Linked DNA regions of Mus musculus: all the other regions are linked to region 1. A link is a contact called in public Hi-C, HiChIP or PLAC-seq and Micro-C data. All regions are on one chromosome and are shown on one strand. Each heading gives the region's core, a stretch centred on a gene start, on an enhancer-like site or on the middle of the called end of the contact. The rest is flanking DNA. Distances are from core to core; before and after follow the strand shown.

Region 1 (3,986 bases), core at 584-3,083:
TATGAAATAGGACAACGGAGGGGGGTTTTATGTTTTCAGCATCAATGGGAGTCTTCAGCTAAGTCTTCTCATTAACATCCACTTCCTGGAGATTTTTGCCTTGGTGTGAAAATATGGAAATCTGCTTCTGTACGCAGAGACACTGATTGGAAGACTCAATTCCATCTCCCACAGTAGTTCCACCCTGTAGACTTCTGACTATCGCTAGAGAAAGAACTTAAGTAGCCCTTGGATCGAACCATCTGTCGCAAAAAAAATGTGACATATGCTTTCTTTGTTTACTCAACGACGGAGTGTAAACTGATACACTGAACTGGAAATCTGTGTAAGTCTGGTGTGATTGAATGTGACACCGGGGGAGGGGTTCCTGGCGAAGGCTTCAGACACTTCATACCTGCCCCTGAGGAACACGTGCAAGGCAAAGGAGGAGCTAGCACTGGCGGGATGTCCCCTGGGTTCAGGTTGCTCACAGAGGCACAGACTCTTTGAGGACTCCAAACAATGCTACAGCCGCCACAGCTGAAGGGCACGCCTGGCTGATGTGTACTTGAATGGAGGGCTACCCATCCCTCCTCCTCTTCTCCCGGCCCTTACGCCTTAAACTAAAGCCTTTGCCCTTTTCAATTAACACTCTGGATCAAAAAAAGAGCGTCTCTTTTTTTGTTCTCCTTGGCGGCCCATTGTCTGTGGTGATGGGTTTGCAGATTTGACAGCTGGGCTCATAGATTCGATTCAAACTCTGTTTTCCTGAGAGATGATGAACTTGGACATAGAAAAGATCTCTGACACAAGCCCCAAGCAGCGAGCTGGTCGGTCAAACACTACTACGGACATACTCTAGACAGATCTCTGGACCCCTAAAGGACAGCGGGTGTCACGGAGAGCGGGGTTCAGCAGCATCGCTGGAGCGATCCTTGAAGTTGGGGTGAAGGGCTGTGGATGTGTTCTGTTTATAAAATGTTTTTGAAAAAAAATTTACTCTTGAAACAGTAAAGATGGAAATCATCTTATAAAATTACCTAAAGCTGGGTCTGATCAGACTTCAGTGCAGTGGGCTGGGGTGGACTTTGCTTTGTCTCGCTGTCATACCAGGAGGAGAGAGGTGCATGAGCTCGCACAAGCATTTTATCAATGGGTGGGTGCATCCCGGATCGCCGCTCAGGGCTTAGGTCTGAGTGAGTCTGAATCTTGCCAAGTCTTGAGTCACAGCCGCGAATGACGTGGAGAAAAAAAAACAACTTTGTGTTCAAAAGGGTCTGGATGGGTTGCTGTGTTGCACTAAAGAAAGAGCCCTTGTGCACTGAAGGGGGTGGGGGTGCGCAGTCTCCGCGACGGCGGCGGCGTAGCGCTGCGGGTCCTGAGCCTGCTTGCCTGTTGGCCTTGGGTCCCACCGCCAGCCAGCCTGTAAGTCTGCTGTGGCGGACGGAGGAACTGCGCTTCACAGAAGAGCCGGCCCTGCGCTGCCCGGAGGCAGGAGCAGAAGCAGCCTGAGGGGCCTTTAGCCAAAACCAATCTGGGCATGCTATCCTCCCACCGCTTCCAATAACCGCTGACATCCCTACCGGGCATCGAGCCGGGGCGGGGAGGTCTGCTCGGAAATCGTCCTGGCCAACTCTGTCCTCCGAGCTGTAGCAGATTGTGGCATCGTTTTTTTACCTAGCACAGAGAAAGTGAGGCCGGAAAGAGAAAGAGGAGGCGGGGACACCCCAAAGAATAAATAAACAAACACTGGCTACTCGCTGCAGCTGGACACCGGTCAATTGGGTTCAGGTTCGTGGCATTTAGAGTTTTCTCATTCCACTTGAGAACCCATCGCCACCTCCCCTCCAGCCATCCCTTTCCATTTTGCTGGCGTCCTCCAACTTTGGGGCCAGGGGGGCGCTAGTGGTGCGGGGCTGCACCTGCTGGGGTGTGCAGATGCTGTGGACTAGCTCGCTCTCACGGGGCAGTGGTGTGGATGCACAGGAGTTCGGGCGCTAGGCAAGTGCGTGTGAAGCACTGAAGTCTAGGAAGGAGCCCAGGATGAGCGGCAGGTAGGAGTAGGGGCGGAGAAGCCAGGTTTCAGTACCAGGCGGGATGCGGGATGTCAGTTTCCTCTTGCCGGACTGCCTGGGAAGAGAGGCTCGTCCAGGGGAGGGGATGACGGTGACTGGGGTAGCGATCGGTGGCCGGGGACAGAAGAGCTAGAACGCTAGTGATCGAGCCAGCAAGTGAGTGGTCGGGCGAGAGCCAGGGAGGGCGGCCAACTTCCCGGAGCCGGAGCAGGGTCTTGGTCCAGCGGGGTTGGCTAAGAAGCCTTCGCCACCGAGGCTCCGACTCCGGGCAGCGCCAGCTAGCTTCCGGCGCTTGCTCTGAAAGTAATGGTTATTTATTTGCTTGCGTTCAGCCTCTTGGGTTGTGCGCGATATCCTCCAGCTTTGAACGTTGGGAGCCCTAGCGGACCTTACCAGCTCCAGAACCCGGGTTCCGGAGCTTCCTCGTGCCCGTAATAGATGAATTCGCACCTCCTGCTCTCGGACCCGAGTGGGGGTAGCGTTGAGAAGTCCCCCGAGGCGGGAGCGGGGGAGGGGAGAGGGGCGGGAGCTGGAGGCTTCAGCACTCTGGGCTCTCATTTCAAAGCGCGCTCTTCCTTCCAGGTTGGGTCGGAACTGAACCCCTAAAAGCGGGTCCGCCTCCCGCCCTCGCGCCCGCTCGGAGCTGAGTCCCTGGCGGCGGTGGGCGGCAGAGCAACGGGGAGTCTGCTCTCACCCTGGATGGAGCTTAACTTTGAGTGGCCAGAGGAGCGCAGTCGCCCGGGGATCTCTGCACGCTGAGCTCTCTCCGCGAGATCCGGTGGCGGCTTTGGATTTTGGGGGGGCGGGGACCAGCTGCGCGGCGGCACCATGTTCCTAGCCACTCTGTACTTCGTGCTGCCACTCCTGGGTAAGTCGAGACCGCTGCTGGCTTTCTCATCCAGAGTCTTTCATTGGGGGGTCCCTTGCGGCAGCCACTCCAGAATTGCGGGTGGGTGCCTTGAGTGTGGGTGGAAGAAGTTTCGCTAGGGGGTGAAGAGGTTCAAGAATCTCTGGGATTGGGAAGCAGTGCTGGCGCGTCTTTGAGCGGTTGATTTTATTTTGCCGTGTTTAAAGGGGGTGAGAAACAAAACAAAACAAAAACTAATAACCCAGCCTGGTGGAAAATTGAGGGGTCGTAGGCTTCCATCCCAGGGCGTTACTCCCCTTTGGAAGTCGGAGCTCCCTGAGACGCTCCGGCAGGTGGAGTGTGGTCAAATACCGCTGGGGTCGGAAGAGAGCAAACTTGGAATGGAAAACTTTTAAGGGAAAAACGTCTCTGCGCACCCGCGGGGCAGACTGTGGCACTCGTCTGCCTTTCGTTCAGAGCGCTAAGGGTGCCAAGCACCCAGCCTCGCTGTTCAGCTCAGTGCCCTTTTGCCCGCTGCTGGCCAGGAGACACTGCAGCCTCGGGTGCCTGGGGAGGCGGGGCAGCCAGCGGGTCAGGAGTGCTTGCTTCTGCTTTGGGACGCTGGGGCTGCGCGGGATCCCCGGCAAATCCCGCTAAGGCAGCCAGTGGAACCTTCCTTGTTGAGCCGGGGAGGGGCGTGATGGCAGTATTCCCGGGGTGAGAAAATTCCAGAAGAGGGGTGGACCAGCTTCCTACCTAATCTGCCCCTTCAGAATGATGGTGGAGGTCTATCATGCCCTGCCCTCCCGGGACCTGGAATCAGGGTACCCACTAGTCTGCTGCGTTCAAACGTTCTTCTGTTCACCCTGTAGATTTGCTGATGTCGGCCGAGGTGAGTGGTGGGGACCGCCTGGACTGTGTGAAAGCCAGTGATCAGTGCCTGAAGGAACAGAGCTGCAGCACCAAGTACCGCACACTGAGGCAGTGCGTGGCGGGCAAGGAAACCAACTTCAGCCTGACATCCGGCCTCGAGGCCAAGGATGAGTGCCGCAGCGCTATGGAGGCCTTGAAGCAGAAGTCTCTCT
Region 2 (3,986 bases), core at 903-3,402, 120 kb after region 1:
ATACTCTGCTGCACAGACTGGGCATGCGTGGGATAGGTCTGATGGAAGTGCCCAATTTAGGGACTGCAGGCCACACACCAGTAGAACACCAGTAGGACTAGGAAGGAAGCCTGACCTCTCTATCAGGATATCTTTCTGATCCACCAAACAAGTGAGCCACGGAGGGGAGGCTCCTGGGTGCTCAGACCGAGCTGCTTCTGTGAAACCAGGGACTGTCTACCACGTCGGAGATGCCACCATTGCCAGCTCTGTGATTCGAGACAAGACAAGGGCTGTGAATTCATTCACTGATTCTTCATCCCTTTGCTCGATCGCTGCTTCCGTTCTTTCACTACACTTCTGTCTTAGTCAGGGTTTTACGGCTGTGAACAGACACCATGGCCAAGGCAACTCTTAATAAGGACAGTGTTTAATTGGGGCTGGCTTGCAGTTCAGAGGTTCAGTCCATTATTATCAAGGTAGGAGTATGGCAGCATCCAGGCAGGCATGGTGCAGGCGGAGCTGAGAGTTCTACATCTTCATTTGAAGGTTGCTATGAGGAGAGTGACTTCCAGGCAGCTAGGAGAGGGTCTTATGGCCCACACCCACAGTGACACACCTACTCTAACAGGGTCACACTGTCTAATAGTGCCACTCCGTGGGCTGAGCATATATAAGCTGAACAGGACATAGGAATATAAAGTGTTTGGAGGTAGTTCTGTAGCAAGAACAGGCCTGTGAACACACGCTACCCCATGAACCATTGGCACTTGGTGGTGTGGTGCAGTAGCTATAGCAAGGTGAGGAGGACCAGGGGCATTGGAGACAGGGTGGGGGGGGGCAGAGGTTGGAGGAGCACTCAACCAGAGGAGAGAGCAGAGTAACACCAACAGGCAGGCAATGGCGTTCTTCAAGGATGGATAGTAAATCTCCAGAAGGACAAGCAGAGCCCAGGGCGTAGAGGCCGTGTGCTCTGAAGCATGAAGGCGCGAATGAGGAACCTCCGAACCCTTCCCAGTGGCTAGAAGGCATAGGTCCACAGGAAGCAAGATAGAGGAGGGAAGTTGCCCCCACTGCCAGTGTCAGCACACAGGGCTGTCCTCCATAGCCAGGTAATGATTTAGAAAGGTGAAGTTTGTGGCATTCTTACCCCTCCTGTGTATCCCATGCCCAGCTCCAGGCTCTTAGGGTTTGGGGCCTTGAGGGAGTCACTAATACAGGACTTTGACATCCACAAGGAGGGCAACCTGATGAACTTTACGCTCACATGGGGTGGCTGGAAGGCTAACACCAGAGGAAGTGTTTGGATTAACCTTTCCCCTATGGTGTTGCTGTTTGAAAACACCTTTTGAGTTCCCACCTTATTATTCCTCCTTCCTGGGAGAGAGCAAAGCAGGTTACAATTGTGTCCACTATGACTTGATTATCTGGAGACAGCCCAGCTCCTAAACTCTGGAGGAAAAAAAAATGGTTCTGGGGGAGAGGCAGTTTGTAATTAGTGGGCCTTGGTACATTGGTGATGTTAGATTTATCAAGAGGGTGCCCCTTGCCCCACACCAGAGGAGGAGATGACGACCCCGCCCTCTAGTTTGGAAACACAATAGGTACAATTCCAATTAAAGAACAAAGGGGAAGCTTCGAGAGCCTGCAGTGAAATACCATCTCTAATTGGGTTTTACTTCCACAATAGCACAGATTAAATGCAGAACATCAACATAACCTTTCCATTGGCCGCCTTTGTCAGCCCCCAAACAGACGGTTAACATGATTTATAGTTTCCTTTTTATTGTAGTGCTTCACTATCTAATTGGAATCAGATCACCAAACTGTTTCATAAACAACCTGGAATTGAGGTATTTGTTTGGACCAGTGCAGAAAATAAATAAACAATATATGGGGGTGGTTGGCATGGTGGATCAAAGCTGAGTGCCTTGCCACACAGGGTTGGGGGTGGAGAGCAGGGATGGGAGCAGGGTTGGAGGTGGGGAGGGGGAGAAGGGGTGGGGGCAGGGGTGGGGATCGGGGAGGGGGGGTGATTGAACGGCTGAGTTTAATAACAAAGGGTGGTTCTAGCTGTTTTCAGCATTCAGGTCTCCACTTACCCTCCGATTCTGAGTGAATTCTTCAGAAAGCTGAGGAAAACCATTTAACCCCCTAACTTCGTTTGAAATGGCTCCTAATGACCTGTAATTTCCTCTGTTGAAGCGGTCCCATTACATCAATCAGATTGATGCAGCAGTGACAGATTATCCTCATTAAATGGAATATTCTTTTGTTGTCTTTCCCCATGGACCCTTGGGACTGTCACCGGGAACAGGCACCGGTCAGACTGTGGCTCAAGTCCCTGGTTTTGGTGGTAAACTTTGTGGCCTTGGTCTGTAGTGTGGGCCACCCAGGCATGTGTGGGATGGGGCAGTCTTCTTGTTTGCTTTTTCTTTTTTAAGTAGCTGTCTGCTGAGCCTGAACCTATAGAGAGTTTTCCCTCTCCCAGCCTGCAAGGTCCACCAACCAGAGCAAGTCTTTGCAGCCATCTCTTTTTACTGGGAACTTTTGCGGCTCTGGCTCAGCCTACCACTCCCGCGTGCGTTCAGTGTGAAGACCCGGTACCTGTGAGGCAGACTGTTGTCTTTCTGACAGCTAGACCTTCTATTTATTATGAGGTTCTGGGTGAAGCAGTACCCTCCTGTGTGTGTGTGTGTGTGTGTGTGTGTATGCGCGCGCGCGCGCGCGCCCTGACTGCCTGCCTGCACATGTTTGAGCACATGTGTGGAAACCTGAAGTCAGCCTCTGCTGTCATCCTTGGCTTTGTAGACATGTCTCTCACTGGCCTGGAAATTACCGTGTATGTGTGAGCCTGGCTGGCCCCAGGATCTGCTTGTCTCCTCCTCAGTCATAGGATTATAAATGCATGCCTGTGCTTTGTTTTAAGTGGATTCTAGGGACGGAGCTCCGGTCCTCCTGCTTGCACAGTGGATCCTTCACTAGCCGAGCCGTCTCCCTGGCCCTTTATCTCGCATAGTCACCCATATAAGCTTGTACTCTGGAAATTAGTTCTTTGTTTCCATAGGGACCTTCTTTAGATGTCTGCAGATCACTCGTCCCATGGCCACCTACCCTCTGAGGAGAAGTAGATGCCAGGTGACATTCGTTAGTAGTCTCCTCCCTTCCTCTACTAGAAGGTGAGGGTGACTGAAGCCCTGTGTTTGCAGCAGAACACAGGGTGTGGGAGCCCAGAGACTACGTAATGCACTTTGCTCCGCCAGTCTTCAGCCTTGGGACCTTGCGGTTTTGCCTGTTGTGACTACGTCCCTATTTTCAATATGGGAAGAATGACACATCTTTCGTAGAATTGCTAGGAGGAGGAGATGAGCGGACGTCGGTCACACAGTTATGATATCTAAAGTTGTTGGCATGTAGTCTAAGCCCCGCCCCACAGTTACCTGGCAATAGCCAGGTGTGCCCGACTCGCTGTAAAAGGGGCCGCTTGTCCTCACCTCTCTCTCTTCTCTTCTCCTCTTGCTCCTGCTCCCTTTTCCTCTCCCCCTCCCCATTCCACTCCCCTGCCTCTCAGTGTACTCATGGCTGGCCTCTACTCTCTCTACTCTCTCTTTTTCTGTGTGTCTGTATCTCTCTCTGTCTATCTCTTTCTCTTAATTCCCTCCCCGTGCCATGAATAAACTCTATACTATACCATCATGTGGCTGGTACCTGGCAGTGGTTGAGGGATGGAAGGGATGGCTCAGCATGGGCCCGCAGAGGCACCTCCTTCCCCCATGCCATACCAAGTCTCCACCAAACATATTCCTTCTTCCTTATCTTTTTAGAAAACTCAAAAAAAAGTGATTATATTTGAGAATAACAAGAGCCTTAAGCTTACTATATCTGGTGTGTAAACATTGCAAAGAGAGATGCGAGACACTATATTTGTGTTCCCCGATAACTCCCAGCAGGGTTACTTTGAAGCTGGCTCATCCTGTATGTGGAACTGCCCCCAACTGATTCACAGA
Region 3 (3,986 bases), core at 858-3,357, 120 kb before region 1:
CAGGAAATGTGCGCACCAGAAGCAAGGAAAGTGAATCTGACTCCAGCTATGGTCTTCTAAAGCTTCACCTGCAGTTCAAGGATACAGCTAGTGAATTCTCAGTGTATCCTCACCCTCAGTGAGTGCATCCTCACCCACAGTGAGTGCATCCTCACCCTCAGCGAGTGCATCCTCACCCTCAGTGAGTGCATCCTCACCCACAGTGAGTGCACCCTCACCCTCAGAGAGTCAATCCTCACCCACAGCGAGTGCATCCTCACCCACAGCGAGTGCATCCTCACCCACAGTGAGTGCATCCTCACCCACAGTGAGTGCATCCTCACCCACAGCGAGTACATCCTCACCCTCAGCGAGTGCATCCTCACCCACAGTGAGTGCATCCTCACCCACAGTGAGTGCATCCTCACCCTCAGAGAGTCAATCCTCACCCACAGCGAGTGCATCCTCACCCACAGCGAGTGCATCCTCACCCACAGCGAGTGCATCCTCACCCACAGCGAGTGCATCCTCACCCACAGTGAGTGCATCCTCACCCACAGCGAGTGCATCCTCACCCACAGTGAGTGCATCCTCACCCACAGGGAGTGCATCCTCACCCACAGTGAGTGCATCCTCACCCTCAGAGAGTCAATCCTCACCCACAGTGAGTGCATCCTCACCCTCAGAGAGTCAATCCTCACCCACAGTGAGTGCATCCTCACCCACAGCGAGTGCATCCTCACCCACAGCGAGTGCATCCTCACCCACAGCAGAACACAGGAAATGTGCGCACCAGAAGCAAGGAAAGTGAATCTGACTCCAGCTATGGTCTTCTAAAGCTTCACCTGCTCTTATGATGAGGATTTAGCAACATAACATACAGGGCTGGATATGAAGATCCTTTCTGTCTGGCTTTAAGAATGTCTTCCTTATATGTGGCCTCAGGGCAGAGGGAAATGGAGGTAGTTCTCCATGACCAACCAGCAGTGTGCTAGCCCGTGGGCATCAGTCAACAGTAGATTCTTTCTCTCAGGGTCAGAGTACTGGCCAGTACAAGATCCAAGATGGCTAAGGATGGTTCAGAGCACATCAGGAGCAAACCAGACACGGGGCAGCTTTGGAACTTATCCTATTAAATAAATCATTAGGCATACATGACATCTACGATGCATGTACATTCTAAGCTGCTTTCTGTCCTAATGGAAGAGTGTGTGTTTTTGGCTTGTGCACAGAGAGAAGCAGTAGTGACAGGTTTAGTGAGAGCAGCTGAGCATGGTGAGCAGTGGGGCTATGGTTGGGTGAACAGGAGTCAAAGGGAATTCAGCTTTACTCACAAGGAGTCAGCCATCAGTCTGAGACAGCAAGGATCAAGCAAGGACAATGTTCAGACCGTCCTGCTAATCAAGAGTTACAGGGAATAAAATAAAATAAAATAAAATAAAATGATAAGCTGACAGAGATCCGCCAGTGTCATGCATACCTCCTGATGTCCACAATGGCTCACAAGAACGCAATCCAAAGGTGTGGAAAGTAAAACCACTGTCTCTGGCCCTGAGCCACCGGCACAGACGTTTATACAACAGTCATACTTGTAGTTACTCACAGCTGACAGATTGCTGGACAAGGCAGCTTCTGAGCTGAGCCTGAGAGAACAAACAGCTTGTTTTGGTTAATAATGGGCAGTTTGTGAAATCAGAGATTATTTGAGCTACTCACCCGATTATCTCCATCAGTCACTCAGCCAAAGTCATCGCACTGGTCACTGTCAGTGACCCCAGCACTCCACAGACTTCGACTGTCATGTCCCATCTTAAAAGTCTGTCCAGGAAAGAAAGACAAGTGGCTCTGCTCTGGATTGGTCAAATGAAAAAATGTCTACCCCAGCAAACTCGGTGGTACCGAAGCCACAAAGGGCTTCACTCGAGATTAGAATCACTGTAGAGTCTGAGGGCTTTGACACTGGGCTTTTCTTTTGTTCTGTTTTTGCTTTATTGTGTAGATGAGTGTCTGATCTACTACTCTCATTTAACCCCGAATATCCTGGTCTTGGAAGTTAGGTAGGGCAGGTCCTGGTTACTGCTTGGGAGAACCTAGACTCTTGCTGGCCACCAGTCAGAGGCCGGATACACATCAGTAGAATGCTAATATAGAGCACACAGGAAAGACCCTGGAGCTTCCTCAGTCTGATAAAGGGCACTGCAGAGCAAGCTACAGCCAACATTACACTTAATAACCAAACATTAAATTCTTTTCCCATAGGACAGAATCAGGGCAAGGATATCTGAGCTCACATTCACTCGTTATTTGTATCACACAGTGTGCAATAAGACAAAAAGAAAAAAAAAGGCGTCTAAGTTGAAAAATATTAACAGATGCTAGTTTGTAAAATCCTATAGACTCTTAGAACTCAGTAGAACTAAGATGCAAACTCAGCAAGATACACAACAATGTTACAAATTACATTTACACTTGCAGTGAATAATTACATAATGAAGTTTAAAGAGATACTAAGTTAAAAGCTATAAAGCACATAAAATACTTTTAAAAATATCTTCCTTGTATCTTACAAAAATACACAAGAAAAGTCTGAAAAGAAAAGCCTGAAAAGCTACTTAGTCCTAATGCAGCTAAGAAGAGAGAAAGCCATATTTCAGAATCAGCGGGTCTCCAACTTAGCATATGGACTCAGTGAAATCCCCTTTCAGATGTTAAGATGAGTGACTTTAAATTTTAAAAGGAATTGCAAAGAACCAGAAAAGCAAGGCAGTCCTGACAAAGGTTAAATTGGTAGAGTCCCATTGCCTAAGATCAAGATTAACTCTCCTGTAGTCCAAATACTATGGAGGGGACTAGAGGGATGGTGCACTAGCTAAGAGCGTGTACTGCTCTCACAGAGGACCTGAGTTCAATTCCCAGCACCACACTGAGCATCTCACAACCCTCTGCACCTCCAGATCCAAGGAGAAGATCTGGTGCCTCCAGCCTTCAAGGGCACCTGCACTCACACATGTAATTAAAAATAATCTTAAAAGGAAAAAGACATTGTGATGTGGTACAAATATGATATGGAACAAAACAAGCAGTTAAAGAGACCTAAGCCTTGGTGCTGCAGGATCAGAAACTGACTGGACAGGCAGAAGGGCAAATGAGGGCACTGGGAAACTTTCCTATGGTGACCGATGTTCAAGGACATTATGGTCAAATGTTTGTATTTGTCAAAACCTACTGAGCACAACAATTGTGATGGCTGTTTGCAAAAACAGAAGATAGCAAGTGTTGGTGAAAATGGGAAATGCTGGTAGGAATGTAAAATAATGCTGTTGCTATGGAAATCAGCAGGACCTTCATTAAAAAAAATACAGAATTGCCATCCAGTTTGGTAATTCACTTACTAAATTACTATTTACCAATTATAGCTACACAACGATGTAAATATACTGTACTTAAACATGATTAAAATGTTCAATTAAAAAATCCACTCAATGTATGATATCATTTAATTCCGCCAATTCTGTTTGGTTTTTGTTGGGATGACCTGTCAATCAGTGGAAGTCGGGTATTGCAGTCACCCACTACTGTTGTGCTAGGCTTGTGAGTTTATCTTTAGGAGTTCTTCATAATGAAATTGGATGTACCTGTGCTGGGAGCATATATTTAGAATATTTATGTGCCCTGAACCAGTATGAAGTGGCCATCTTCATCTTTTCTCACTAATCCTTCTGTGAAGTCTAGTTTGTCTCATACCGGAATCTGTGTGCTCCTACATCCATTGGCTTAGAATACCTTTTCCATCCTTTCACTACAAGATAGTATGTGGGGCCGTGGGTGCTGGGGAATAAAGGGGAGTGGGAGAAAACCCGCATCCTGCCAGAGTTCCAGTGCTCTGGGCAGGTGGATGCAGAAACTGCCGCACGCTTGGGGGCCGAAGGCAGGAGAGGGCAGGGGGATAGGGGGCACTGGATGGTTCCCACGCAGGTGAGAGTCCTTGGTCTGGCCTTCTGGCAGGA
Region 4 (3,986 bases), core at 411-2,910, 96 kb after region 1:
AAGTCTCCTGATGTGTCCACGTGGAGGCACCATGATTGGCTGTGGTTGTAGATAGTGTAATGTTCAAACCAAGCCTTAATACTTGGAACGTGACCTCGTGCTCCTTAGTGAACACTTATGGGATATTTTCTTTTATGGTTCTTAAAAATGAAGAGAGTTGTTGATTTCGCCATTATCTTCTCCATCTGGTCATTGCTCTGTGCTTGACGGGATACTGTGTGCGCTTCACCCTCCAGGGGACAGCCTGTCTGTCTGTCTGGTTGGGGCCTGTTCCTAGTCTTTTCTTCAGCTCATCCCTCCCTGCCCACCACTTGGGTTTGTGTTTTTGTACATGTGTGTTCTTGAGCAAGGTAGGTTTTATATGCTTATTTTTTTTTAATGTACGTGCTATTGTATTAGTAATTTCTTAACTCATTTATATCCAAACTGTTCTGGAAAGAGAGGCCCATTGGACACGCAGACTTTGTGTGCCCCGGTACAGGGGAACGCCAGGGCCAAAGGGGGGGAGTGGGTGGGTAGGGGAGTGGGGGTGGGTGGGTAAGGGGGACTTTTGGTATAGCATTGGAAATGTAAATGAGCTAAATACCTAATAAAAAATGGAAAAAAAAAAAAAAGAATATAATCAAGACAGAAGTTGGCCAATAAGGAAACATAGCAAAAGCTCTGTAAAAAAAAAAAAAAAAAAAAAAAAATAAACTGAACATGGTTCCAAAAAAAAAAAAAAAAAAAAAAAAATGAGCCCAGGTTTTGGTATGTTGTATAACTTGCACATAGCCTTTTCTTTGGAAATTTTTGTGAAGCAGGAACAGCGGGGCCACCTCTATGTAAACACCCCAGGCTTGCACACAGCCGCAGAAGCATCTTCTGTAGGAGGACCTAATCGAGGACTTTCTGAGAGACGAAAAAAGGCTGGTGCGGGCAGTGCCAGCCAATCGGGAACTGCTGTTTAGAAGAGATGCTTTCTTGGGACCAATGGGACACAGGTGGAGGGTATTAAAGGCACTTGCAGCAGCATTCAGATGACCTTGCTGCAATGTTTCTCACCTGCTCTGAGAGTCTGTGTTGGGACTCTGAGCCACCTCACCTCCAACCCCCAAGGACAGGTAGGGTAGGGCAGCAAGCAGTTCAGGGTACAGGCAGCATCTGGCACACCAGGAAGGGAGGAAGGAAGGAGGGAGGGAGGGAGGGAGGGAGGGAGGGAGGGAGGGAGGGAGGGAGGGAGGGAGGGAAGGGAGGGAGGGAGGGAGGGAGGGAGGGAGGGAGGAAGGAAGGAAGGAAGGAAGGAAGGAGCAAGCAAGGGTGAATAGCTTACTGAGGTGCTACTGTGACCATTTCACAATAAATAAACTAAGATCTGAAGTACTTATGCTGATGTAGATGGCTGAGTTAGGCCTTCCCCCTTATCCCTGGCCCAAGGCTCTTCCCACTGCCAGCCCAATGATATCAATTTTCAGAAGCCCAGTGATGACTGCCTGTAAAACCATCTGGGGGTGGGGGGTGTTGTCCTGGTTGCCTCCTCTCAGGTCCTTGGAGCAAAGCACACCATTCTGCCTTTGCTGGCTCTCTTGCTTGGTTCTCTCGTTTTTCATCCTATGACTGCTCACAAACTCTTTTCTACCTGCTCCTTGTTACTAAGCAGGAGTGAGCAGCACCTCCCACACAAGAGCAGAGTGATACCGCAAGTGATTCTTGCAGGCACAAGGATAAATTCGTACAGACATAGGGATGATAACGTCTTTGTTCATAGATCCTCAGAAATGAGCTCATTATTACCGCCCACCTCAAGGGCTTCATCAAAATCGACTGTACTGGGAAACACGGTGTTTTATGGAGGAGTGAGGAGCACTAGCTTCACACAGTGACTTAGAAGGAACCCGTGACCGACCCCTCCAGGCGAAAATTACTGCTCTATAGAAACGAGTCAGAAAATGGAACAAAGAAGCGTCCTAGAAAAGAGGGACTGCGCATGCGCACATGCTCGCACTCACGCGCACCTAAAGCGTAGACTAGAGAGGACATTGTTGGAGGGGATGACCATGGGGCAAGGGTAGCAGTTCTGTTCAAACAAAACCTTGTCTTCCTATGGTTCAAACCTACAGTTAAAAACCAAGCAGAAACATCAGTGCTGGAGCGCACCCCTCACCTCAAAGGGAATAAGAAGCAGCTTACCCTACTCAAATAAGAGAGTCCATCGCCTAAGAACAGAAGTTTGGGTCGCCCCAAACTCTACGTTCCAGTATGGTTTCATTTCATGGTTTTTAGTAACAAAACAAAGGAAATGACTCAGCGGTAGGTGCGGTGCTTTCGAGGAACCTCAGTCACAGACACCACAGAGCGTGGCTAAGAGGAGCGTAGGGAGGTATCAGGAGAGTTCTGTGATGACCACTGGCTGGAGTAGAAGCAAGAAAACGGGGGCAAAGTTGCTAGTCTTATTACCAGAAAAGTTACGAATTTGGTGACAGAGGTTGTCGAGAGTGAGTGCTGATACGGTCCCTGAATTACATCTGTTGTCAGTGACACTGTTACTAGCACTCTTCACTTAGTGTTGGAATACTAAGACTGAGAGTCAGTATTGATGAAGATCTTCGAGGCACGGAATTTATCAAAGAACCCAACCTTCTTGGAAAACATGTCAAGTAGTGCAGATTCGCAAAAGAAAGTTTCATATTTGTGAGGACAGTCTAGTATTTGGCTTTTATTTATGTTCCCGCACGCTACGCAAATAGCTTTTCTGTCCAGTGTGCTGGAATTTATGCCACAGAGTCTTATTACAATATTGTAAATTGAACTATGCATGAATTTTCCTTCGGAGCTGATACTATTTTTTTTTTCCCTGAGTATTCACCTCAGCCAGGAACTTTAAAATCTTTTGAGTCAGAAGGTGTTGTCTTGAGTTAATCATGTATTTGTTTGCAAAGAAATATTTTCTGACAAGCTTGGATTGCAGTAATGATTATTAAGGAATCTAATTCATTTGACAGAGCATGTATTGTCAGAATTGCAAACTCTGAGTGGAGGAAACAAGGTATTTCCTCTGTGTGGTCTGCTTTGCTTAGTGGGTGACATCTTGCTTGTAGCATCTCAAGGGGCCCCGTGCAGCCTCTGGACTGGGGACCTAGAGAACTCCAGAGTTTGTATTTTGCCTTTCTGTGGGCACACAGCTTGCACCTGTATATATGATGTCTGCTCCCTTCTGAGCACAGCCTTTCAGACTCTTCTGGGGGTGGAGGGCAGGGATGGGACAAGGTGGCATCTGCTGGGAGGCTTGCCCAGTTTTGTTTCTGGTATTTCATCTGTGTGGAGTTTGCATGGGGAGTTTTAATATCTGTGAAGTTCTTAGGTTCTCACTGGACATAGGCTTGATGCGTTAAGCCATATCTGGAGACTGGGACCGTGAGGTACTTTGAGACTGCTTAGATGTGGGCTGTGCATTGTCTTCTTGCCTGGGATATATTCCACTTCCCTCTGCTCAGAGCAGTTCCCACTCCAGGACCACTGTTCCCTGTGCAGGAATGAAAACACAGACCATGGAAGCCTCAGCACTCCAGATGGCACAAAGTACAGCAGTGCTCACAGGGCCTCAAGGGACAGACAGTGACAAGGAAAGGATGACCTATCACGCTGATAGCCTCCAAACTGGGAGCGGGAGCCCTAACTCTGCAGGAGAAGCAGGGTAGTATTTCTGTTTGCTGTCTTGCTATCAAGAACGTTTCTCTTGTTTTAATCTATCAGGCTAGAAACACATACAACATCACGGATGACTCAGGTCAATGCCGAGTAGAACTGCCCCACCTCCCGATATCCAGGACACCCCATGTACACCATACACCTTGGGGCATTATGCAGTTATTCATTAGACTGAATCTGTTGTTCGAATCCAGTTTTGCAACTTTGGATCTCTTCCATTAACTGATGAATTAGGTTCCTGAAGCGGTGTACTCCCTAAGTACCTGCTTTGTAACACACAGAAAAGTGTAATTCAACCT
Region 5 (3,986 bases), core at 982-3,481, 95 kb before region 1:
GATCCTCATGTTCACGTAGAGATCAGCTCTACAGGCTCCACTCATGTGTGGTTCTCTGATGCTCAAGTGTGGGGTGGCTCATGACTCAAGGAGTTACTGTCCTGGGGATCCTTTGGTGCCAGTGCCTAAAAAGTAAACATGCAGAACACATCTGTAAGGGACAGCATACTCTGATGTGCAAACATCTATAAGGGACAGCACACTCTGATGTGCATACACATCTGAAAGGGACAGTGCACTCTGATGTGCACACATCTGTAAGGGACAGCACACTCTGATGTGCACACACATCTGTAAGGGACAGCACACTCTGATGTGGACACACATCTTTAAGGGACAGCACACTCTGATGTGCATACATCTGTAAGGGACAGCACTCTAATGTGCACACATCTGTAAGGGACAGCACACTGATGTGCACACACATCTGTAAGGGACAGTGCACTCTGATGTGCACACATCTGTAAGGACAGAACACTCTGATGTGGACACATCTATAAGGGACAGTGTACTCTGTTGTGCACACATCTGTAAGGGACAGCACACTCTGATGTGCACACATTTGTAAGGGACAGCACACTCTGACACATCTGTAAGGGACAGTGCACTCTGATGTGCACACATCTATAAGGGACAGCACACTCTGTTGTGCACACATCTGTAAGGGACAGTGCACTCTGATGTGCACACATTTGTAAGGGACAGCACACTCTGACATATCTGTAAGGGACAGCACATTCTGATGTGCATGCATCTGTTAAGGGACAGCACACTCTGATGTGCTGTTTCTCAGCCCAGGGTCACGGACATGCTAGATGAATGTACAACTACCCAGCTACATAGCCAACCTACACTCATTTTTTAAAGAGACCATAACACATTTACCTAAATTTAGTACAGCAATAATTCTGAGGATTTTTGACTCAGGTTTTCCAAAGTTCTTGTAGAAATTATGAAACAAAACATAATTCTAACAGTTTAAACAAGCAAATGCTTAAGAGTATATAACACCCTCTAAACCATTAAGATACACTATAGCAAACCCTGCTCTCATCTCTACCTTAGTTACAGGCAGAGCTCTCACAGAACCTGAACACCTACAGCTCTAAGATCATGGTGGGCTGTAGTAGAAAGCTCGGGATTAGATGTAGTCAGCATGGTTCACGCCTGCTAGAAGCTGAGGTGACCAAGCCTTAGACACCAGGGCAGAACTGTCTCAGTGGAAGGATGGGAGGTTGGATGGGTTAGAACTCAGCATGAAGCCATCCTGCTTTCCTTGGTGACATGGTGCTGCCCCTCCAGGAGTTTAAAACACCTTACAACACCTTACAGTTTACATCCTGACTTTGCTTTCACTCCCTTGCTTGTGGGGTTTTGCAGAGGTGCAATGCCCTAGGTAAAGCCTGGCTTCGCAGCAGCAGAGACTGCTGGAGAGAGGGGAAGAGAGCAGCAGGGGCTTACCAACTCCAGGAGGTCTACTTCTGCTTGGAGAGCTCTGTAGACACTTTCCATGTCTTCTGCTTTATACAGATCTAACTCCCTTTTAAGCCTGTCTTAAGGGAAAATCGCTCCATTAGTTTGATACTAAACTTTTACAATAATTTTATTACATACAGAGTGTCAGGTTTGTATTCTCAAAAAAAAATCAGGATTCAAGTTAAAAACCCAAAGTATTTAGAAAAATTTACTCTATGATTCTATATAAACTACATAAAATTTTGAAAAGAAACTTCCTTTAAAAATAAGGCAGAAAATAAATCACAGATAAGTCACAGTAATGTAAGAAGTCCTGGTGGGTTAATGTGACGAGGGCAGAATTCTGTCTAAAGACTTTTGAGTAGTTCTCCTGAGGAGCTAAACACATGGGTGAGTCATTGGCTTCCCGGATCCTAATACGAAACTTAAGTAAAGAAATTACTTGTGACATTTGTTTTTGCTCTAAAATGAAAGACAACATATAATACATATATAATTACACTGTATGAGTCTGGAATGAAACATTAGATTTTATTTTTACCAATTGTATCTTTAAATTTTTGAATAACTTATTGAATATAAAGATTATTTTTGTCTGAATTCAATGTGGAGATTAGGAAAGAAGCTCTCTTCCATCTTGAGAAATGACTAATGGTTTTATCCCACAAAGAAAAACATCAGCCAAAGCCCTAGGCTGTAGCAAGGGGTGAAACATGAGGCCTGGCTCTACCTGGTTTGTGTGAATCTGAGGGCAGAGGCCACAAGCAAGAATGCTCTCATCAGGCTAAGCAACTCAGCTGCGACAAGATGACAGATACAGTCACCTCACCCTTGGCCAAGCCCCAACCCTCAAGGAAAAGGTGCTTAGATCAGCTTTTCTCCCTGTGAGCCAACAACAGCTACTGGAAGTCCTCTTTGAGGGCAGCCTATCCACACTCAGACCCATGGGGCTTCCACAGATGCACAGTAAACAACAAACTTGCAGTAAACATCACCAAGCACACCAGTAAGAAAATCTAGTACAATCAGCAGATGCAAGAAGCAGGCAATATCTAAATCTGAAAGAACTACAATTCAACAAAAAACATGAAAAATGGACACAAAATAAGCATAAGAAAACCTTCAACTCTTTTCTTTCAATTTTTTATTAGATATTTTCTTCATTTACATTTCAAATGCTATCCTGAAAGATCCCTATACCCCCCCCACCCTGCTCCCCTACCCACCCACTCCCACTTCTTGGCCCTGGCATTCCCCTGTACTGGGGCATATAAAGTTTGCAAGACCAAGGGGCCTCTCTTCCCAATGATGGCCAACTAGACCATCTTCTGCTACATATGCAGCTAGAGACACAAGCTCTGGGGGTACTGGTTAGTCCATATTGTTCCACCTGTAGGGTTGCAGACCCCTTCAGCTCCTTGGGTACTTTCTCTAGCTCCGCCATTGGGGGCCCTGTGTTCCATCCAATAGATGACTATGAGCATCCACTTCTGTATTTGTCAGGCACTGGCATAGCCTCATACGAGACAGCTATATCAGGGTCCTTTCAGCAAAAATCTTTCTGGCATATGCAATAGTGTCTGGGTTTGGTGGCTGATTATGGGATGGGTAGTCTCTGGATGGTCCATTCTTTCGTCTCTGCTCCAAACTTTGTCTCTGTAACTCCTTCCATGGGTATTTTGTTCCCTATTCTAAGGAGGAATAAAGTATCCACACTTTGGTCTTCCTTCTTCTTGATAGAAAACCTCCAACTCTTAGCAGGTTATTTGTAACAGCTATCCATTGTCTAATAAGAATATGAGATAGTGTCAACTGTGTCAGTAACTAGGGACACACCAAGGAACAGCCAGGGGGAAGGGCAAAGGCCATGGTATTCCAGAGGCAGGAGCAGGTGGAGTTAGTTCTGCATGAGCCAGGCTAGCCAGAGCTCCATAGTGAGACCCAACTCAGTAAGGAAAAGGAGAAGGGGAAGGGGGGTGGGGGCAGGAGGGGAGGGGACAGGAGGGGAGGGGACAGGAGGGGAGAGGAGGTAGGAAGGTGGAACTGCACTGCCTGGTGCAGGATACTTCATCCCTCCCTTTTACCTTTAACTCACATCTTCATACTTAAGGTTTTATGGGGTTTTTGGTAGGAACCATGTGCAGCCTGTATTACTCTTTAATATGAAAATCTCTCATTTTTTACTGGCATGTTACAGACATTTACACATATTATAGTTACTTATATGGTAGGATTCAAAATATAGTTTTTTTCTAGTTGTTTTCTGTTTATCCTATAGGTTTCCCTCCCCTCCCCTCCCATCTATAATGGGGGCACTTATTATCTCCTCTACAGACTTTTTTATTACAGCTACTTTTTATTTATTTTTTATTTATTTCATTTTTGAGACAGGGCTTCTCAGTATGACCAGCCCTGGCTGTCCTGGAACTCACTTTGTAGACCAGGCTGTCCTTGAACTCAGAGATCTGCCTGCCCCTGCCTCCTGAGTGCTGGGATTAAAGGTGTGCACT
Region 6 (3,986 bases), core at 640-3,139, 73 kb after region 1:
CTCCATGAGATCCAGCTGTAAGGCATTTTCTCAATTAGTGATCAAGGGGGGAGGATCTCTTGTGGGTGGTGTCATTCCCGGGCTGGTAGTCTTGGGTTCTATAAGAAAGCAAGCTGAGCAAGCCAGTAAAGACCATCCCTCCATGGCCTCTGCATCAGCTCCTGCTTCCTGACCTGCTTGAGTTCCAGTCCTGACTTCCTTTGGTGATGAACAGCAGTATGGAAGTGTAAGCCGAACAAACCCTTTCCTCCCCAATTTGCTTCTTGGTCATGATGTTTGTGCAGGAATAGAAACCCTGACTAAGACAGTTCTCATAATAATTTATAATACCAATTAATATGAACTCATGGATATTTATTTTATACTCTGTGTTATCAATATGCTATTAATTTCCTTGCTTAATTAATTTGCTCCCATTTGGGGCACTGGAAACCTCTTGAGATACACACACACACACACACACATACATGCATGCAAATATATTTGCATCTCTATACTATATTGTGCATAGCACCAAAAGATGACCCAGACTTACTTCCCAGCACAGTCTCACAGTTACTTCCCTATTGTGCTCTTGTTGCTTTGCTGGGACAGTGATTCTAGAAACTAAAATCTGGGTATGGTTTGACTTGTCACTACTGGAGTATCATTTCATTTAGATCCTCCTGGCTGGCAGCACAACACACACACACACACACACACACACACACACACACACACACACACACACACGTTGACCTCTGAAAAATGCCCATCTGTAAATATCTCTGAGTTAGCCAAGTATTCCTTTGTTAAATGGAGCACATGTCACAGGAGTCTCCAGCTCAGTCCATTACCATAAAGATAATGCTGACCGTCTGTTCTTGTTGTTTCAGAGGCTCCTCTGGGCCAGGACTTGGGCCCAGGTTGTCTGAGTCCAACTTCTTCCACCCTCCCTTGTCCTAATTCATACAGAAGGAGCAAGTCGTACACTCCCAGTGGGACCCTCTTCAAAGCATCACATGACTGGACAAGCAGGGAAGGGCAGGTTCAATGTGTTCCTCTCTGCTTCCACACCTGACCCAGGCTTGTTTTCCTGACTCCTCCAACACTCTATTAGCTTGGAAGTAAACTGTGGGCTTGCCATGGCTGGAGTCGGGACATGTTGCTTGGAGGCTTGCCTCTGAGTGGAGCACTGTCCTTTTGTTCACTTTATCTCGGGTCAGTCAGGGACAAAGCAGCTGGTCTGTTTATGGCATTCTGCATGTTGAGGGCTCACATCCCGGTGCCTTCCTTGGATGGATTTATCCTCTTGAGGAACAAATTCAGAGACATACCCTTTACATCTACAACCTTGGTCTCAGGATAGATGATGAGAATTTGTGTCAGGCAGGGAGTTGTTACATATATGAGGTTAGTGCTAAAGGAACTGCAGCTTGGGCTTGTAAATTTTAAATCATCCCTCGCTTTTTGATGCATGGTATTAATTTGGCTACTGTGGAACTTGGTATATAGACCAGATTGGTCTCAAATGCACAGTGATCTATGTGCCTCCACCTCTGAAGTGCTAGAATTAAAGGCCTGTAATACCTATCATGCCTAGCATTTTAAATTGCTATAACAATTTAAAATGACTCAGACACATTTTTATTAATTAAAAGGGAGTCATTATATTCAACACATTTTGCCAGTGAACAATAAGTTTATTTATCCTGTAACATAAAACTCTATGCTCTGGGATTTGAAGGACTCTTGGAAAGCATTTTCTGCATATTTCTGTTGTTCAAGTGTTTTCCTTGCAATAAGTTACCAAGATGTTTGAAGAAATGGTTGGAAAGGGGCAGGTGAACAATGTGGGTGATAACAAACTTCGCAACCCAACACCTTCAACTTTTGAAGCATTGGTTGTGTGAAGTACTGTTAGGCATCATCATGGAAAAGAACTGGGGACTCTGTCGGCCGGTGCCAGCGGCAGGTATTGCCGTCTATGGCACGTCTCACAGATTTGCGGAGCAAACATCTCAGATGTCATGGTTTCCTCCAGGACTCAGATTAACAGCAGACCACCAAACAGTGACAGTGGCCTTTTTATGGTAAGCTTGGTCACTGAGTTGGTCATTCCTTTCTGTCATATACAACCTGTCTATAGATTGCATGGGACAACCAAGAGTTGGTTTGTTGTTGTGACATAGAGTGAAAGAGGAGAGCAGTTCAAGGTGACATTTTGTTTCTTAGGCTTTGGCTTTGGTAAGCTCATGAGATCATCCACTTAATGAGCCTTTTAACCTTTCCAATGAGCTTCAAGTGCCGAATGAACACTGACTGGACCGTGTGGAGCTCCTTGGCAGCTTCTCGTGGATCAGCCTTCATGATTGCTCTTGGTTGGCCATGGTCAACTTCCAGTGGCCTCTCACCATGCTGTGCTTGGGCCCCATCTCTTCTGCAGAGTTGCTGGGCTGCCACTGTGCCACATGTCCATTACCAGTTCCGGGTCAAACGCCTTGTTAATTTGGAGAGTTGTCTCTGTAGCTTTAGGACCCATCTTTAACTTGAAGAAGAAAAATCACTCAATTTGCTTTTTGCCTAACATCCTTTCCATAGTATAAAATAAATAGAAAATAAGCAGCAAGTTATAAGTTGTTATCAAAGGACATAAAGTAAGAATGCGCATTACAACAATGTATATAAATAACCTCATTTATTAAGAATGTATTCCAGTATTAAACTGTAAATTTTAATAATGCAAAAACTTACAGTTATTTTACACCAAACTAATATTTATCTGTTTGGTCTGGCCCCAACCACCAGTTTCTTCCACTTTCTTCTCTCTGACTTCCCTTCCCAGATGCCCATGCTGGTGAACAGCCCCCTCTAGTTGGAGAATTCTGACTTGGAGACATCTGTGCTTGCTGTATCTAGCTGGTGGGCATGTATCTTCCTGCTAGATCTACGTGCTTCCTAATTTCTTGTGACACCTTCAGTAGTACCCTGCCTCTCTTCACCCTAGTACTCAAGGGCTGGAGGCTGGATCATCCATAGTCAGGATCATAGCAGCGTGTGGCTTGCTGGGGTCTATATAGCATTCCAGGCCACCATAGTTGCTGCAACGCATAGTCGGAGTTAGGGTTTCTATTAGCTGTGATAATGACCATGACCAAAATAACTTGGGAACAAAAGGGTTTATCTCAACCTATGGCTTGTAGTCTGTCATTCAGGGAAGTTGGGGCAGGAGGAATTCAAGGCAGCAACCTGGAGGCAGGGGCAGAGGCCAGTGGAGGAGTGCTCCTGACTGGCTTGCTCCCCATGTCTTTCCCAGCCTGCTTTGTCCTACAAGTCCAGAACCACTCACCCCAGGGCTGGCACCACCCACAATGATCTGGGCACTCCCACATCCATCATAAATGAAGAAAATACCTCACAGGCTTGCCCACAGGCCAATCTTGGGGAAGCATTTTCTCAATCGATGTTCCTCTTCCCAAATGACTCTTGCTTGTGTCAAGCTGACACAGAGGCAGCCAGCACACACAAGCTTTGTTTGTAGCCGAGGTCATCTTTTGAGGAGCAGTTTCCAAGTTGATTAAAATGTGTTCTTAGGTCCAGGAAGATGGCTCACAGGATATACAGAGCTTGCTTGCAGTGTGAATGTGAAGGCCTGGAACGCCGTTCTAAAGGGCAGCCAGGGGCTGAGCAGTTAGAAAGGAACGGCCCCATCTCAGGTGGCGAATGGGGATGGGGGCAGAGAAAGTGAAGGAGACAAAAACATGCGTGGCATTGTGTTTATAGGATGTTGCTAGGGTAACGAACCTGACAGATCCTGGGCTGGGATCAGATGAGGACAGTTATAGAATGTTCCCAGCTTGTTTACTGCTGAAAAACCTCTTTGTTTTCTCATGTTTCTGAATAATCCCAGTATGATTGAAAAGATTTTTGTCTGCTAGATGAATAGTATTAGTTATTGAATTTCCTTATTTTTATTAACTCATTTTATCATACCTTTTATTGTACAG

What was found. HiChIP or PLAC-seq counts read pairs in DNA pulled down with a chosen protein or histone mark. A called contact is a pair of places that touch in the nucleus more often than the background predicts.
Region 2: a contact with region 1 is called in a Hi-C map of the N1E-115 cell line, with 4 times the contacts expected there. The contact joins the enhancer-like site here to the promoter of Gfra1 in region 1. A contact is called at or near these places in 18 of 39 promoter capture datasets (the 3T3-L1 cell line, the C10 cell line, HPC-7-derived erythroid cells and 11 more), 1 of 15 datasets of contacts at CTCF or cohesin (the NIH/3T3 cell line), 17 of 484 Hi-C or Micro-C datasets (the AML12 cell line, the C10 cell line, the C2C12 cell line and 8 more), 17 of 115 datasets of contacts at active chromatin or transcription factors (T-cell acute lymphoblastic leukemia, a beta-TC-6 cell line, bone marrow-derived macrophages and 12 more) and 2 of 9 other capture datasets (embryonic stem cells and pancreatic islet).
Region 3: a contact with region 1 is called in a Micro-C map of embryonic stem cells, with 3 times the contacts expected there. The contact joins the enhancer-like site here to the promoter of Gfra1 in region 1. A contact is called at or near these places in 3 of 39 promoter capture datasets (hippocampal neurons and liver), 1 of 15 datasets of contacts at CTCF or cohesin (the NIH/3T3 cell line) and 5 of 484 Hi-C or Micro-C datasets (the NIH/3T3 cell line, cerebral cortex, embryonic fibroblasts and 1 more).
Region 4: a BATF HiChIP or PLAC-seq map of CD8 T cells shows a contact between it and region 1, with 6 read pairs. The contact joins the enhancer-like site here to the promoter of Gfra1 in region 1. A contact is called at or near these places in 14 of 39 promoter capture datasets (the 3T3-L1 cell line, the C10 cell line, cranial neural crest and 9 more), 1 of 15 datasets of contacts at CTCF or cohesin (large pre-B cells), 13 of 484 Hi-C or Micro-C datasets (the AML12 cell line, B cells, the N1E-115 cell line and 8 more) and 12 of 115 datasets of contacts at active chromatin or transcription factors (CD8 T cells, astrocytes, craniofacial prominence and 9 more).
Region 5: a contact with region 1 is called in a CTCF HiChIP or PLAC-seq map of the NIH/3T3 cell line, with 16 read pairs. The contact joins the enhancer-like site here to the promoter of Gfra1 in region 1. A contact is called at or near these places in 7 of 39 promoter capture datasets (the 3T3-L1 cell line, cancer-associated fibroblasts, hippocampal neurons and 2 more), 2 of 15 datasets of contacts at CTCF or cohesin (both in the NIH/3T3 cell line), 25 of 484 Hi-C or Micro-C datasets (the AML12 cell line, the C2C12 cell line, the N1E-115 cell line and 13 more), 2 of 115 datasets of contacts at active chromatin or transcription factors (astrocytes and embryonic fibroblasts) and 1 of 9 other capture datasets (macrophages).
Region 6: an H3K4me3 HiChIP or PLAC-seq map of embryonic hindbrain shows a contact between it and region 1, with 3 times the contacts expected there. The contact joins the enhancer-like site here to the promoter of Gfra1 in region 1. A contact is called at or near these places in 14 of 39 promoter capture datasets (the 3T3-L1 cell line, the C10 cell line, embryonic stem cells and 7 more), 2 of 15 datasets of contacts at CTCF or cohesin (large pre-B cells and pro-B cells), 27 of 484 Hi-C or Micro-C datasets (DN2 thymocytes, DN3 thymocytes, LSK cells and 15 more), 17 of 115 datasets of contacts at active chromatin or transcription factors (T-cell acute lymphoblastic leukemia, astrocytes, embryonic hindbrain and 10 more) and 1 of 9 other capture datasets (embryonic trunk).

What each region holds. Positions count from the first base shown.
Region 1 is chr19:58,453,245-58,457,230 of GRCm38.p6, reverse strand. It overlaps Gfra1 (glial cell line derived neurotrophic factor family receptor alpha 1), which reads left to right and starts at 1,833. Exons shown (of 11, transcript NM_010279.3): 1 at 1,833-2,033; 2 at 2,637-2,922; 3 at 3,774-3,986. The coding sequence starts at 2,883. It overlaps Gm41876 (a long non-coding RNA gene), which reads right to left and starts at 1,082. Exons shown (of 3, transcript XR_877966.1): 1 at 1,020-1,082.
Region 2 is chr19:58,333,982-58,337,967 of GRCm38.p6, reverse strand. All of the region lies in intron 5 of Gfra1 (glial cell line derived neurotrophic factor family receptor alpha 1), which reads left to right. Among named protein-coding and RNA genes, the nearest start is that of Gm10007, 40 kb to the right of the region's middle. Within about 2 kb of position 2,152, at least 11 of the 459 cell types and tissues checked have an H3K27ac peak or open chromatin away from gene starts, as enhancers often do. A contact at or near this core is called in the N1E-115 cell line, where this site is marked.
Region 3 is chr19:58,570,527-58,574,512 of GRCm38.p6, reverse strand. No RefSeq gene overlaps it. Among named protein-coding and RNA genes, the nearest start is that of 1810007D17Rik, 34 kb to the left of the region's middle. Within about 2 kb of position 2,107, at least 7 of the 459 cell types and tissues checked have an H3K27ac peak or open chromatin away from gene starts, as enhancers often do. A contact at or near this core is called in embryonic stem cells, where this site is marked.
Region 4 is chr19:58,356,590-58,360,575 of GRCm38.p6, reverse strand. All of the region lies in intron 5 of Gfra1 (glial cell line derived neurotrophic factor family receptor alpha 1), which reads left to right. Among named protein-coding and RNA genes, the nearest start is that of Gm10007, 62 kb to the right of the region's middle. Within about 2 kb of position 1,660, at least 18 of the 459 cell types and tissues checked have an H3K27ac peak or open chromatin away from gene starts, as enhancers often do. A contact at or near this core is called in CD8 T cells, where this site is marked.
Region 5 is chr19:58,548,991-58,552,976 of GRCm38.p6, reverse strand. Ccdc172 (coiled-coil domain containing 172) reads right to left here. Exons shown (of 9, transcript NM_029372.3): 8 at 1,462-1,549; 9 at 1-125. The coding sequence ends at 63. Among named protein-coding and RNA genes, the nearest start is that of Ccdc172, 39 kb to the right of the region's middle. Within about 2 kb of position 2,231, at least 13 of the 459 cell types and tissues checked have an H3K27ac peak or open chromatin away from gene starts, as enhancers often do. A contact at or near this core is called in the C2C12 cell line and the NIH/3T3 cell line, where this site is marked.
Region 6 is chr19:58,380,549-58,384,534 of GRCm38.p6, reverse strand. All of the region lies in intron 5 of Gfra1 (glial cell line derived neurotrophic factor family receptor alpha 1), which reads left to right. Among named protein-coding and RNA genes, the nearest start is that of Gfra1, 73 kb to the left of the region's middle. Within about 2 kb of position 1,889, at least 8 of the 459 cell types and tissues checked have an H3K27ac peak or open chromatin away from gene starts, as enhancers often do.